2 separate regions of the Ovis aries genome follow, and region 1 is linked to region 2. A link is a contact called in public Hi-C data. All regions are on one chromosome and are shown on one strand. The core of a region is the stretch at or near the end of the contact, and the rest is flanking DNA. Distances in the headings are between cores, read along the strand shown. Region 1 overlaps SLC22A23 (solute carrier family 22 member 23). Region 2 has its middle 36 kb from the start of PXDC1.

Region 1 (6,615 bases), core at 3,939-6,438, 210 kb before region 2:
GGGAGAGGGCCTGGCGAGGTTTGGGGGCTCCAGCCTCCACTGTACCCAGAGCACACGTCCTGCAGATGCCTCGCTGGTCCAGGTGAGGATGCCCGTGCCTGGTGGTCCCTGGTGCTTGGGAACCTCAGTGGGTAGAGCAGCCTCGCCCCCGTCTGGCCTGAGTGTCCCGGCCACGTGTGGAGCCCAGTGCCTGCCGGGGTGTGGCGATGGGACCCCTGCCATGGTTTTGAGGCGCTTACCTGTGGCTGTGTTCACAGATCTGTCAGCCTGGTCCCTGGGGAGTGGGCATGTCTGTGCCGGTCGCTCTGGGACGCCCCACAGTCACATGCAGCCCAGGGAATGGCAGCTTTCTAGGGGCGGGGTTGTCACAGCGCCCACAGGCCGCACCAGACGGGGTGGAGACCACAGGGCCAGCGGCCGCGTCTCAGGACCATCCACCACACTTGAGCTTTAGTCTCAAGGTATAGGAACCCGAGTAGTACGTTATCTTGGTGACCTCTTAACAGGAAGCAGTTCTGAATCCACAGATAACCAGCAGGAAGAATAGGAAAGCTTCCTGTTTCGCCTTCGTCTGGTTCCCAGGTGCTGCTCTTCCTTCTCTGCCTTCGCCAGAGTTGCTAGTTTTCAGTGGAAATGGGTTGGAACCCTGATGCCCTTTTGCTTCACTGTGTGTGCCTGCGTTTCAGGGTAACACCATCCCCCGCAGCAGCCAGACCTCCGTTTGCTGGGCCTGGTGGAGGAGGGCGGGAGCCTGCCTGCGTGTGGAGCTCGGACTGGGGGGTCCCCGAGTGTGGACAGAGTCCGGGAGTGGAGGCAGTGGGAGCTCGTTTGAGGAGACACGAATGAGCTGGCTCCCAGTGTCCTGGGGGTGAGGCAATCTGTGAGCGTAAACTGGGGCTCTTTTAATCTTTTTTTTTGCATTTTGTGCAAATGTTGGGGTTTTTTTAAATTAGCATTTTTCTTTCACGTGGTTTACATCAGTTTACAAACAATGTAATCTGAAACAGAATACAGACATCCTCTGTAACTTAGGTCAGATGTGATGGAGGCGCCTACCTACCGATATCCACAAACCTGGCAGCCATTGGCCACCACCCAGCAGGGATAGGCATGCGTGGTGAGATGCCAGCCCACTGCCCAGCAGGGTCAGACGCATGTGGTGAGATGCCAGCGCCCCCCGGGGCAGGTGACATGCTTGCTGAGATCGTGGCCGGCCGGCCTGGGACGCCCTGCTTGTTGTCCTTTGGAGCTGGGGTCTGGACCCTGCAGTGGAAGGCGTTATTAACTGTTACTGGTTGTCTGGACGGTGCTGAAGAGACAAGTGTCCCGAGACCATCTCGTGTGGGAGATGAGCGACCTGGGGGCCCTGGGGGCTTCCCGTGAATGGGGACCCCTTGCTCCATGCGGCTCTGGAGGGCAGAGGGGCTGCTGGGCGGACGTGGAAGGTGGGCTCGGGGTTGGCGCGTGAAGGGGTGGGAGTCAGCAGCCCCTGGGGACAGGGACTTTCTGCCACTGAACGCAGAGCTGCTGTGATGTGAAGGGCCCAGCTTCCCCCTCCGCCCACTGTTGCCTCTGATGGTGGGACTCATCTGTCTCTGTGGCCTGTGGGGAGGAGCGCTTTGCCTTTGCCCCGGGGGTGGGACCAGGTGAGGGGGCTGGTACCGCCCGCTTAGTCCTCAGGACCCGGGGTTACAGCTGAGGTTGGTTTTCACGGTTGGAGCTGCTCCCACCTGCCCTGGGTGGTTCTGTAGAAAGGGGCTCAGACGTGTGCTCAGCGTCCAATTGAAAACCACACCCGTGTGTGTGCGCGTGTGTGCACACCCGCACACACGTTCATGAGGAGTGTCAGCTCCTCTGGGAGGAGGGTGGTGGGGTTGGGGGAGAGGGTCGTATTGAAGGACCTTTATATTTTAAATCTGTGGACATTATCTGCGCTTTGAAGACGCGGAGCAGCCGGCCTGTGTGTAGCGCAGGGGCTCACAGACACCGGGGTCCTTGAGCAGACTCGGGGGCTGGGGGTGCGCCTCACTGGGCCTCGGGGCCGTGGCTCTCAGAGCTGCTCTTCCCGACGCCGGCAGGCTCTGGCAGCTGGTCTGTTTTGCAGCAGTTGCCCGTGATGTCGTCGGAGTCAGAGCTTTCTTCGCTCTCGAAAAGCCTGCCTTTCCCAGGCCTTTCTCTGCTACGGGCAGGCGTGGGGTCACACGCGTCCCTGTGGTCTCTCTCTTTCAGCCAGGAAGACCAGCAAGCAGGTCTTCGTCAGTTATAACCTTCCAAACACCAGTAGCAGCTTCGAGTTGCTGGTAGAAAACCGGATCAAGGAGGAAATGCAGGCCTTTCCGGAGAAGTTCTAGCCGGAGAGACTCGGGCACCGGGGACGCTTGAATAAACAGCCTGGATCCACTGCGGCACAGGTCCACGAGTTCCTGTTTGTGTTTAAAGGGCTGGCCTCCTCCCTCCTGTCACCGGGGTGGGTCCCGGGAGGAGGGCCCCAGCAAGATGTGCGAGGATGGGGGGCCGCCCGGTCCGAGAGAGGGCATGGGCCACGACTGTCAGGCCGTCCTGCTGGCTCCATCCCCTGGGTCTTGCTCCGCTGGGCCCTGTCCCCTCACCTGGTAGGTGGGAACCGTCTCACCGGGCTGGGTTATCGCCAGAAACGCTCTGCAAACCCTGGGTGCCGGGGTCCCTAGGACCTGGGTCCCGGGCTTACCTGCTTCGCTGAACATCCCAGCGTCAGCCCCTCCCCATGCTTCCGCCAGCCGTCTTTCCTTCTGTCTGCTCTCTCCTTCATGCCCCGGGCCCCTCCCGCCCACGTCCCCCTCTGCCCACATCTTAATCCTCAGCGTTTTTCCGTGGCTCACGGTGGCGTCAGTCTCTCTGGGACACGTGCTGCTCTCCGGAAGCTGGAGTTCCTGGGTTGGTGGTTCCTCACTTGGCTTCCAGTCACGTCCCTGGGGAGTTTTCACAGCTTCCTCCCCAGAGTCCGGCGGCCCCTGCTTTGTGGGCCTGGAGAGTGCCCCGCGTGCTGCCAGCACAGGACTCTGATGCTTGGGGTCCACGTGGGCCCCTTCTGTCCTGGGAGGTGGTGGTCTGGGACCCTGGAGCTCGTTTCACGTGGTGGCAGGTGTCGTGTCCGGCCAGTGCCCACAGCTGAGCTGGGACAGCTGGGATGAAAGGCCCTTCCAGGGACCGGGTCCCGGGCTAAGCCACTAACCTGCCAGCCCCGGCCAGTCACGGCTTGGAGGTACGGCGGGCATCTCTCTGGGCGGAGTAGGTAACAAAATCAGGGCTATGGAGAGGAGAGTTTGGTATAAATACTTTATTAAAGAAATATTGCTTTCTTGTTAAAAAAAAACACTACATTAAAGAGAGCTCTGGGTGCTGTCTTCCCTGACAGTCACAGTGTGAGAATCGTTCCCTCCTCGGGAGGCTCCAGGCCCTGGGTGAGGTCAGCAGGACGTCCACACGAGAGGGGCGAGCTCGGAAACCTGCCGCCCCCTCCTCGGGGGTCTGAGGGCGGCACTCAGCACGTGGTGGGCAGTCACCCCGCCCTGCCTCCGCCCGGCCAGGAGCCCCCCCACCGCCGTCCTGGGGCAGGGCCGGGGCTGGGGTCACACGGGCGCTGAGGCAGAGACACGGTGAGACCTGAAGCAACAGGGTTTATTCCTTGTAGCCAGTGGTCGTGAAATGCCCTGTAGGGGATCCCACCGGATGAGGTAGGGAAGACATTCCAGAGGAGGTGTGTTAATGGGGCAACGTCTTTATTTCTGTACATTTACACAGATCCCCCCCGGGGTACAACAGCCGTGACGGCATGCAGGCAGCATGGAAGGCTGGGTCAGGGCCGGGCGAAGCTTTGTGCTGCCAGCAGGCACTCCAGGGGGCCTGTCCACTCACGGGCTGCATGGGTCCCGCCCAGGAGCCTCCAGGTCGGGGCTGTGGGGCACAGAGGGCCCCCCAGCAAGGCCGGCGCGCTGTGTCCCCCCGGCCCGGGGCTGCGTCCTGGCCAGGGTCCCCTCAGTCTTGTGGCCCCTCGGCCCCCTTGTTTGGCTGTAGGAAGTGGTACCTGGGGCAGTACTTCCGCTGCAAGGCCTCATTCTTGCTCTTCTGTGGTCGAACCAGCTCACCAGCCCCTTCCCCCTAGTCGCAAGTGATTAGGCTCTTAGAAAATGAGACATTTAAACTCTTTTACCCTTTGTTTCGGGTGGTAATATGCGGGATATTGGATGAGTTGTTACTGGTTTCTGGAAAAGAACAGAAAGCAGAAGGGTCGCTTGTGTGCCTGACTTGTTGGAAGGGGGTCCTGGCTTCCTGGGGTCGGGATGGGGGTGTGCAGGTTGGCGCTGGAGGCGGCGCTGGGTGGCGCTGGTCTCCCGGGCAGCGGGCATTCAGGTGCCTGAGCAGCATCTCCCTGCTGAGTGCAGAGGACATGGGCGGGGGCCCACGCGTGACCAGAGCCTGGCCAAGCAGGCGGGCCCTGCTGCCTTGCCCACGCGGGTGGGGTCTCGGGGGCTTGGCCCACGGGAGGCTTTTCTGCTTTGTCCCTGCTTCTCAGCTGTTGCTCACAAAACCCGAGCCTGTGCTGCCACAGGCCTCTGCTGGGCAGTGCCGCCCTCACGCCTGCAGGAGCCCAGCTCAGCCAGCTTCTCCAGTCCAGCAGCCGGGCCTGACTGTGACGGGACAGTGCTGACCCCACAGGCCCAGCGTCTACCGCGGTCACCTAAGACGGACAGTCTGGGAGTGGTGTGCGGGGACACCCTGCGGCCTCACGCGTTCCCTAGAGGTCTACACCGCCAGCGGGAGGCCACGCAGGGCCTGGGGCTGCTGCCACAGGTGCAGGCACAGCTGGTGGGTGGGGCCCGGGGACCCCGCTTGCTGTCCCGGGACCTGCACTGTGGGCCTGTCCTGGACCGGGGGGGCCCTGTGCCCAGCATGCGAGAAGGGCTGAGGCACCTCCCAGTTTGCGCAGCAGACAGACAGGCCTGGAGGTGAAGGTGAGTGTGACCCGCCCATGGAAACAGAAGTGAAGTGACTGAGACACAGGAGGGGCTGGAACGCAGGCCTGCGAGTTTGCTTGCTTCCCCACAAAGTTCTCCTGAGCCCACGGCCCCTGCCGGGGTCAGCCAGCCTGTAGGGGCACAGTGAGGGGCAGGGGGGAGACAGGCCGGGGGGTCAGGCGGGGAGCGTGGGGCTTGTGCTCACCTCTTCCCTGGCCGTGGGGGCTGCACCACTGCGCGCTGAAACTTGACTTGCGGCTTCGCGCAGACCCGGGACCACACTCTGCCTGGAAGAACAGCCCACGGCAAAGCCGTGCCCCAGAGCTGGGGGCTGGGCCTTCCAGAGCAGCCCAGGCTGTCCCCAGACGGGTGCCAGAGCTGCGGCAAGACAGTGCCCGCCTGGCTGGCGAGGGTAGCTTCTTGGCCTCCCCTGCGCTGCTTCTGAAACAGCCGCAGACGGGAGCCGAGGGCCTAACCTGGACGGGCGGGAGGCCGAGGCGAGGAACGCGACGCGCGCCCTAGCACAGTGGGCCGGGGCCGGGGCCGGGGCGAGCTCCGGTGGGTTATTGCTTCTCTCGGTCGGCCTCGATGTCCTCCGAGGCTGCGGTCAGGCCCCGCCCGAGGCTCGCTCCTGGCCAGGGGAAGCAGAGGGCACGGCTGGTCCCCCGCAGGCTCCCCGGGGCCTCCAGGCTGGTGATTTCCGTGCGGTGTTAGTTCAGGAAGGAGCCGGTATTCAAGTCGTGCTGCAGAAACGCTGACTGCGAGGCGGCGCGGCGCGGGGGCCTCTCCTGCGGAGCTGCACCGGGAGGAGGGCCCAGCACTGACTCGGGAGGCGAGGCGCTGGCTGCTGGGGAGCGGAGCCGGCAGACCTACGCTGGAAGACCTTGGCGATGTCACCACTCATCATTTACGACTTCCGGTGAAATGGTGATGCTTTTCCCCTGGAAGAGCTTCCGGGTCAAGTATAAAAGGATGATCTCCAAGTAGAGACGAAGCTGGTTTTAATGAGATTGTGAGCTGCTTTTCCTTAACACAGAGCGGAAGTTCTTCCCTTACAGAAAAGACCTTTACAAACCATCACAGAGACTTTAGCAAAACCCTAACCATTCACATCTCAGTCTGAGGAAAGTGCAGCCGTGGGAATGCTCGGGGGCAGGGGCACCCCCCGGGAGCCGGGCTGCGCGGTCCCTGCGCGCGCGCGTCCTTCCCGAGGAGGGGGCTCCGTTTTGAGATCAGTGAAGGGAAGGGAATAAAGTGCTTCTTGTAAAAATGACCAAAATAAATACAAACATTTCATGGCAGAAAAGAAAGTCTCTGAAGGGTCGTCTGCTAGGTCTGCTCCCTCAGACGCGGGCGCTCCTCGAGAGTTTTGCAGTGTCTCCCACCCCCACCCTCGGGTCCCCAGCCTCCGCGGAGCGGGGTCTCCCACGGCCGCGCCCAGCTACATGGGCCGCCCGCCATTGGCCGTGGCGCCGTCAGGCAGCCCGTCGCCTGCGGCAGCCGCGTCGTGCAACCCCGAGTAGTCCTTGAGCTCGGCGTGGGTGGGCAGCAGCGGCTGCTCGCCGCGCCGGGGCGGCAGGAGAGGCTGGCGCGTGTAGTGCTCGCCGTCGGGGATGCTCTC
Region 2 (6,068 bases), core at 1,486-3,985:
GGTGCACACAGAAGCCCTTCCTCGGGTTTCTTCCCAACACAGCGCACCATCTGCGACTGCGGTCAGCCCCTTAAGACTCGCCAAGAAACAGTTGCAAAGCGTGAGGCATGTTGATCTTATCCCTTGGCAGAGAAAATCAGTTCAGTGCTTGTTGGGGAGGCCTCATCTCGTGCGAGGCCATGTGGGTGAGGGTTTCCATCCCTGCATTTTCGGGTCCTGACTCTTCTCCATCAGCACACGCACAGGGAGGCTTCCCGGGGCGCTTCCAGCTGACGTGCTGGGCCTTAAGTCCAAGGCTGCAGGGAAGGAGGGAGGGCCCGGAGAACTCCTCCTTGGAGGAAGGAAGAGCCCCGCCGTCCTCCGGGGGCATCTCTCCCTCCTTCCATGCAGGCCACCCTGTCTGCGCCTGACTAGTTTGTAGGGCAGGTGACCTGGAGGGCGCCCACTCCCGTGAGAGATCTAAGAACGCTCGCCTGTCTCCAGTAACAGAACACGTGCGGATCTTGCAGAGGTCTAAAATGCATGTGATCTTTGGGGTCAAAAACAGTTCTGTGTATTATTTAGCCCACAGCCAGAGTGACGATAGAATGACGCAGAATTCAGAAGGGTGAGACTGGGCTCCCCTGGCAGCTCAGTAGTAAAGCGTCTGCTCGCCCATGCGGGAGATGCAGACTCTGTCCCTGGATCAGGAAGATACTCTGGAGAAGGAAACGGCAACCCACTGCAGGATTCCTGCCTAGAGAATCCCACAGACAGAGGAGCCTGGCGGGCTGCAGTCCAAGGGGTTGCAGAGTCGGACACGACTTGGTGACTAAACAACAATAACATGCCTTCTGTCAGAAACCTGAATGCTGAAGATGGATCCGCCTCCAGCTCCTCCTGGAGAAGCAGCCCAGAGGGTGGACCCGAGGTTGGACCCATGACCACAGTCCAGCTGGGCAGATGCCAACTTGTAAAATGCATACAGAGGTGCTACACTCCCATCTTAACCAAGGGACGCAGGCCATTAAGCGTTTAAGCAGCTCTCATACTCCTGTCTGTTCTTGAGGCGGTTATGGCATGATCGGTGTCTCATTCAGCATTTACCAAGGCGTTGAGCACACTGAGCTAAAGATGAGACTTCCAAGCCTGTGCTCGTGAAGGGCTGGCAGCAATTCACAGAGACAGACACAGAAACGTGTGGGCCCAGGGGGGCTTCCCGGCTGTCCAGTGGTTAAGAATCTGCCTTCCAATGCAGGGGACAAGGGTTTGATCCCTGGTCAGGGAACTAGATCCCACAGTCCACGGGGCAGTTGAGTCCAAGCACAGCAACTGCTGAGCGCACGCGCCGGAACTAGAGAGACGCCTTCAGGCAGCCGGGGAGGGCCCACGCACTGCAGCTGAGGCCCAGTGCAGGCAAAGAAGCAGACGACGTTAAAAACGAGAGCAAAGCACGAGTCTGCGGGCGAGCAGGGGACACAGCAAGTGTGACCTGCGGACTCTAGTGCGAGGGTCTCTGCTTGTCCCCGGGGGCTTTCTCCCGGGCCAAAGGGAGACCTCACAACAATAAATCCCCAAACCAAGTTCAAATCAGAGTGCCGCAGCCCAGCGGGTACTCTCAGCCTTCACACACACACACACACACACACACACACACACACAAAACGCACATCTGATACAGAGTCTCATTTACACACTGTTCCTTGCGTGGAGACGGCACGATTTTTGTGAGTTTTCGCGGCCAACTTCGGTTTCCGGCCATGAGTTTAATCCATTTTAATTCATTATTTTGTGCCTCCAGATTTCATGCATTTCCTAGTGACGATCACCCTGATCCCGACTTCTCCCCTCTGCCCCTGCCCTCCTCCTGCCCCTGGGAAGGGGCCGTTCCCAGCCACACAGATGTCTAAGCTTCACAGGTGAGGCCTCAGGGGCTTTGGACATCCCGCTTTGAGTCCTCTTCTGTCCTTCATGGTGAGTGTCAAGCTTCCTACCAAGTTACACTCTTCTTAAGGCCCCCTGGACCGCCACAGAGTTACACAGTCTACCCACCTCTCAGATCTTTTTCACCAAACCTGTGCCCCTCCAACGAGTCTGAGGCAAACCCCTTTCATCTGGACTCCGTGTGTTGATACAGACCTGAGATCACAAATAACCTCAATTATTCTTCGAGTCCCCTACCTGGACCTGGGCCCCTGAAGGGACTTTAGCCACCAATTCAGCGAGGAAGCACCCAATGGCCACCAATAGTCATCTGTCAGGGGCTGAAAACATGATGTGTTTTGCTTATTAGCAACTTGCCAATGGTTTTCCCTCTCGAACTTAAATCTACCTGGGTTTTAAGGAGTTCTTCAGTACTACGTACTGGGCTTTACAGATAAATGGAGTATGAAATGGCAGCCCACAGCAGTAATCTTGCCTGGAGCACTGCATGGACAGAGGAGTCTGGTGGGACATAGTCCACGAGGTTGTAGAGTCGGACACGACCGAGAGACAAACACGTACAGATGAACACACAGCGCTCAGGGAGGCTGACTGCCCAAGGGATGCACCTCACTAGGCCAGAGCTGGGCCTTGCATCCATGCCTCGTGGCCAGAGCCCCGGGCTGCCTGCACTGGGGGGCTGAGTGGCATCCAGGACCCCACCCTTCCGCCCGTGAGACAGCCCATCGCACAGGAGCAGTATCGGGGCCCAGAGAACAGCAAGCAGAGCTTTAAGCCCGAAGCCACAGAACAGGCCACAGGCTGGATGCCCTCCTGGCGGGATGCCTGGCTCAGAGCAAACACTCAGCAGATTTCTGTGTAACGAGGGCATGACTTAACGAGTGACTGGGGAACTTTGTCCAGAGAGCAGCGAGGAGGAGGTTGTTTGGGGACAAGAGGCATTCTTGGCGTGTGATCCCCGCCTCCCCCACTTAGACTTCTTGGTGGGGATAAAGAGACTGGACGTGACCCCTTCTCTGGGTGACAGTCACCATGGGTGTGAAACCAGAGACTTGGCCCAGATCACAGGCATTTCCCGGAAGGGTTCTCTCTGGGCCTGGACCCTGCCTGGGGACGGTGGGTTTGCTGTGGTGCTAAAGCCTCACGACTCTGACTTACTGCCTGCTTCCAAGGTCCTGGAAGGGCTCCGGCAGGGTGTTCACAAACTCACATCCTCCTGTGAAATTTGCCAAGCTCGGTATTTTCTGTTTATTTTTTTCAAACGTATAATATCCTTCTTAGATATTTAGGAGGATAAAAATACAGAGTCAACCTAAGAATCAAACATGCAGTGAAAATAAAGTGCTTAATGAAAGGGAAGTGCATCAATACAAGAGAGAAATGTGGAAAGAAAGGGAAGAAAATCGGTACACTTACCTTCTCCAAGGACGTCCCTGCAACTGCAGGCAGGAAGCCCGCCTCTTCCCACTCAGCCACCCCCCACGGCCCTCTTTCTGTGGATGGCACGCCAGGGCTTTGCTAGGATTCTCTGAGGGAAGCTAAGGTGGGGATACATTTAGTCTGGACTTGGTATCATATCTGAACAAGACTGGCAGCTCCTTCCAGGTATAGTTAAGATTCTGCCAGCCACCCAACTGCAGGTTAATGGCTTCCAGAAGGAAACATAGAGTATTCCACTTAGAGCGAGATTCTAAAAGATTGGAAATCATCTTTTAAAATACAAACCGTTACCTTGAAAAGCCTAGATGACCAAGTCAATGTTAGTAACGACCAATGTTCAGCGTTTGCTCAAGGCCTTGGTTCTCCAGCCCCGCCCCGCCCCGGGGAGCTCCCCCAAGTCACTGGCTCCAGCTCCCTGGAAGAAATGTGATTTTCTCTTCTGTTTCCTCCTTTTCTGCTCTCCTAACCCCCCACCTGGCCTTTTTCAAGGTGGCAGGACTTTCTTTTTATAGCTTATTTTCTTTAAAATGTGCCTCTAAGTTTATGGGCTTAAAAAACTTGAACACTATATTTTTATTTGACAACATAGAAATGTTTGAGTTTGATCATTGTGCTAAACCTTTCTTGTGCCTCAGCTGGTAAAGAATTTGCCAGCAATGCAGGAGACCTGGGTTTGATCCCTGGGTAGGGAAGATCCTCTGGAGAAGGGATAAGGCTACCCACTCCAGTATTCTGGCCTGGAGAATTCCATGGACTGTACAGGTGCAATCCATGGGGTTGCAAAGAGTCAGACACGACCAAGTGAATTTCACTTTCATTTGTGCTCAACGCTTCTGTTCTTGTTTGCAATAAAAGCACAGTGGATCTGAAGAGCAGGCTCAGCTTAGCCGAGCAGAGAGAGTGAAGGCCGGAGACCTTTGTCTGCCTGTGTAAAGGCCCTCCAGTCTGCTCTGGAAAGAGGACTGCATGGACCAGTCTGCACTGACCAGCAGGCCATCTCACAGCACGATGTCATCTGGCTCTGCTGCTCTGCTATTTTCATCAGCAGACATCAACATGTTTCTTGTATATTTATATTTTTTGATGTATTTCCATACTTGCCCTGGCTGTCAGCAGGGGATGCTGACGCCTGTGACCTGAGCCTTCATCAGCTCCCCCTGGAGGAACTGGCTCCCTCCCCGCGGTTTCTCCCCGCAACTTCGGAGGAGAGATGCTCAGCAGGCACCAGGGCTGGTCCCCAACTCCCCACGTGGGCCCCACGTCCCCTCCGTCTCCTGCTCCTCCCCTTCTTGCCTTTGATTATCACTTCTCAGGCTGCTGAGCATGAGAGAGACGAATCTCACCCCCTTCTGTATTTTGGGCCCTTTTCCCTGACTTAGAGCTCAGTCACACCCCGCCCTGCAGTGAAGTCCTGGGTCACAGGAATCTTCCACCGCTGCCCCCAGGCTTCCAAGGACTGTGTTGCAAAGGGGCTTCATGACGCTGGACCCTGGGGACTTGACAACTTCTGGCCTGCAGTCTGGCCCCCAAGTGCCTCTCTGGCCTCGTTCCCTGCCGCTCAAGCTCTGTGTAACCATCACGTGAGCAGCTCTGGGGCCGGGGCGTCGGGCTTGGAGGACACATCTAAACAGGAGCAACCAGACCCCTGTCTGCATGGAGCTGACGGTGCAGTGGGACAGACGGACGGTAAACACGGAACTGCGTAAATCATCGCTCGCAGTCATGGGAAGCACAACACAAACAGAGAACAACGGTGAAGACTGTACAGTCTGCTCCAGAGAAGCGCAGCACGAACAGTGGCCGGCGAAGTCTGTACACAGTCTGCCCCAGGTCCTGGCAGAGTTTCCAGCTCTTTGGAATTTCCTTTATCGAGGAGAGGGTTTCTGGTATGCTAATAAGGTGGCCGGGGGGTGGGGGGGTCCCCAGGGAGCTTGGGTCGGAAGACCCACAGCGGGACCGAGGGCTGCTCTGAGCGGCCCGCGCTCCTGGCCACCGTCCTCACCGGGATGCCAGGATCTCCAGGGAGGGATGGAGCCCAGTGCCTGCTGTCAGCAGGGACTGTCCTGCCAGGAACCGCAGGGCGGCCTGCAGACCCCCGGGGGTTCGACGAGCCCCACCCAACCTGGTTCTCCTGCTGCAGGGAGAGCTCTCCTCCAGGGTCGGAATATTTTTCTGAACTAAAACAAAACAAAGCATGAGAAACCGCAAACACACACAGAAACCCTCTGATGTCCAGGTGCTGAGTGTCCACGGGAGTGTCCGTGTCTGTCCCTGCGTGTTGGGAGCATGACCGGGGGCAGAAGTCCCGTATTTGGACATGCCTCCCCCCAGCTCTCCCAGGAGACCCTGGGCGTAAACACGCCCCTGTGGGGTGCAGATGGGGGGTGACTCGATGACCCCAGGCGGGCTAACCCATCCTTTAGAGGAGGTCTCTACTTTCACCCGCATAGTTCTGAAAACACACCCCCGAGTAGCTTCCCCTTTGTGGCTCCCCTGGACCCCCGAAGGGCCAAAGCCTCAGGTAGCCAGCCACTCAGATCAACAGAGAAGCCAGTTTGGAAGCACTCAGACAAGCTTAGGTAAAAAACTCAATTTGAATCACATACAATAATCCACAGATCCCCAGCAAAGGAAAATCTGTTCCTTTAAGGAGCTTTTGAGGTCAGGATGGACCTGGCACCCACTCCCACCTGCTGTCCTTGGCC

The links. A called contact is a pair of places that touch in the nucleus more often than the background predicts.
Region 1: a contact with region 2 is called in a Hi-C map of retroperitoneal adipose tissue, with 3 times the contacts expected there. The contact joins two enhancer-like sites. A contact is called at or near these places in 5 of 16 Hi-C or Micro-C datasets (liver, mesenteric adipose tissue, retroperitoneal adipose tissue and 1 more).

What each region holds. Positions count from the first base shown.
Region 1 is chr20:49,577,419-49,584,033 of ARS-UI_Ramb_v3.0, reverse strand. SLC22A23 (solute carrier family 22 member 23) reads right to left here. Exons shown (of 12, transcript XR_009597686.1): 11 at 5,200-6,615; 12 at 3,742-4,241. PSMG4 (proteasome assembly chaperone 4) reads left to right here. Exons shown (of 3, transcript XM_015105278.4): 3 at 2,230-2,405. The coding sequence ends at 2,351. Among named protein-coding and RNA genes, the nearest start is that of PSMG4, 5.2 kb to the left of the region's middle. Within about 2 kb of position 5,188, at least 1 of the 54 cell types and tissues checked has an H3K27ac peak or open chromatin away from gene starts, as enhancers often do.
Region 2 is chr20:49,367,303-49,373,370 of ARS-UI_Ramb_v3.0, reverse strand. No RefSeq gene overlaps it. Among named protein-coding and RNA genes, the nearest start is that of PXDC1, 36 kb to the right of the region's middle. Within about 2 kb of position 2,735, at least 10 of the 54 cell types and tissues checked have an H3K27ac peak or open chromatin away from gene starts, as enhancers often do.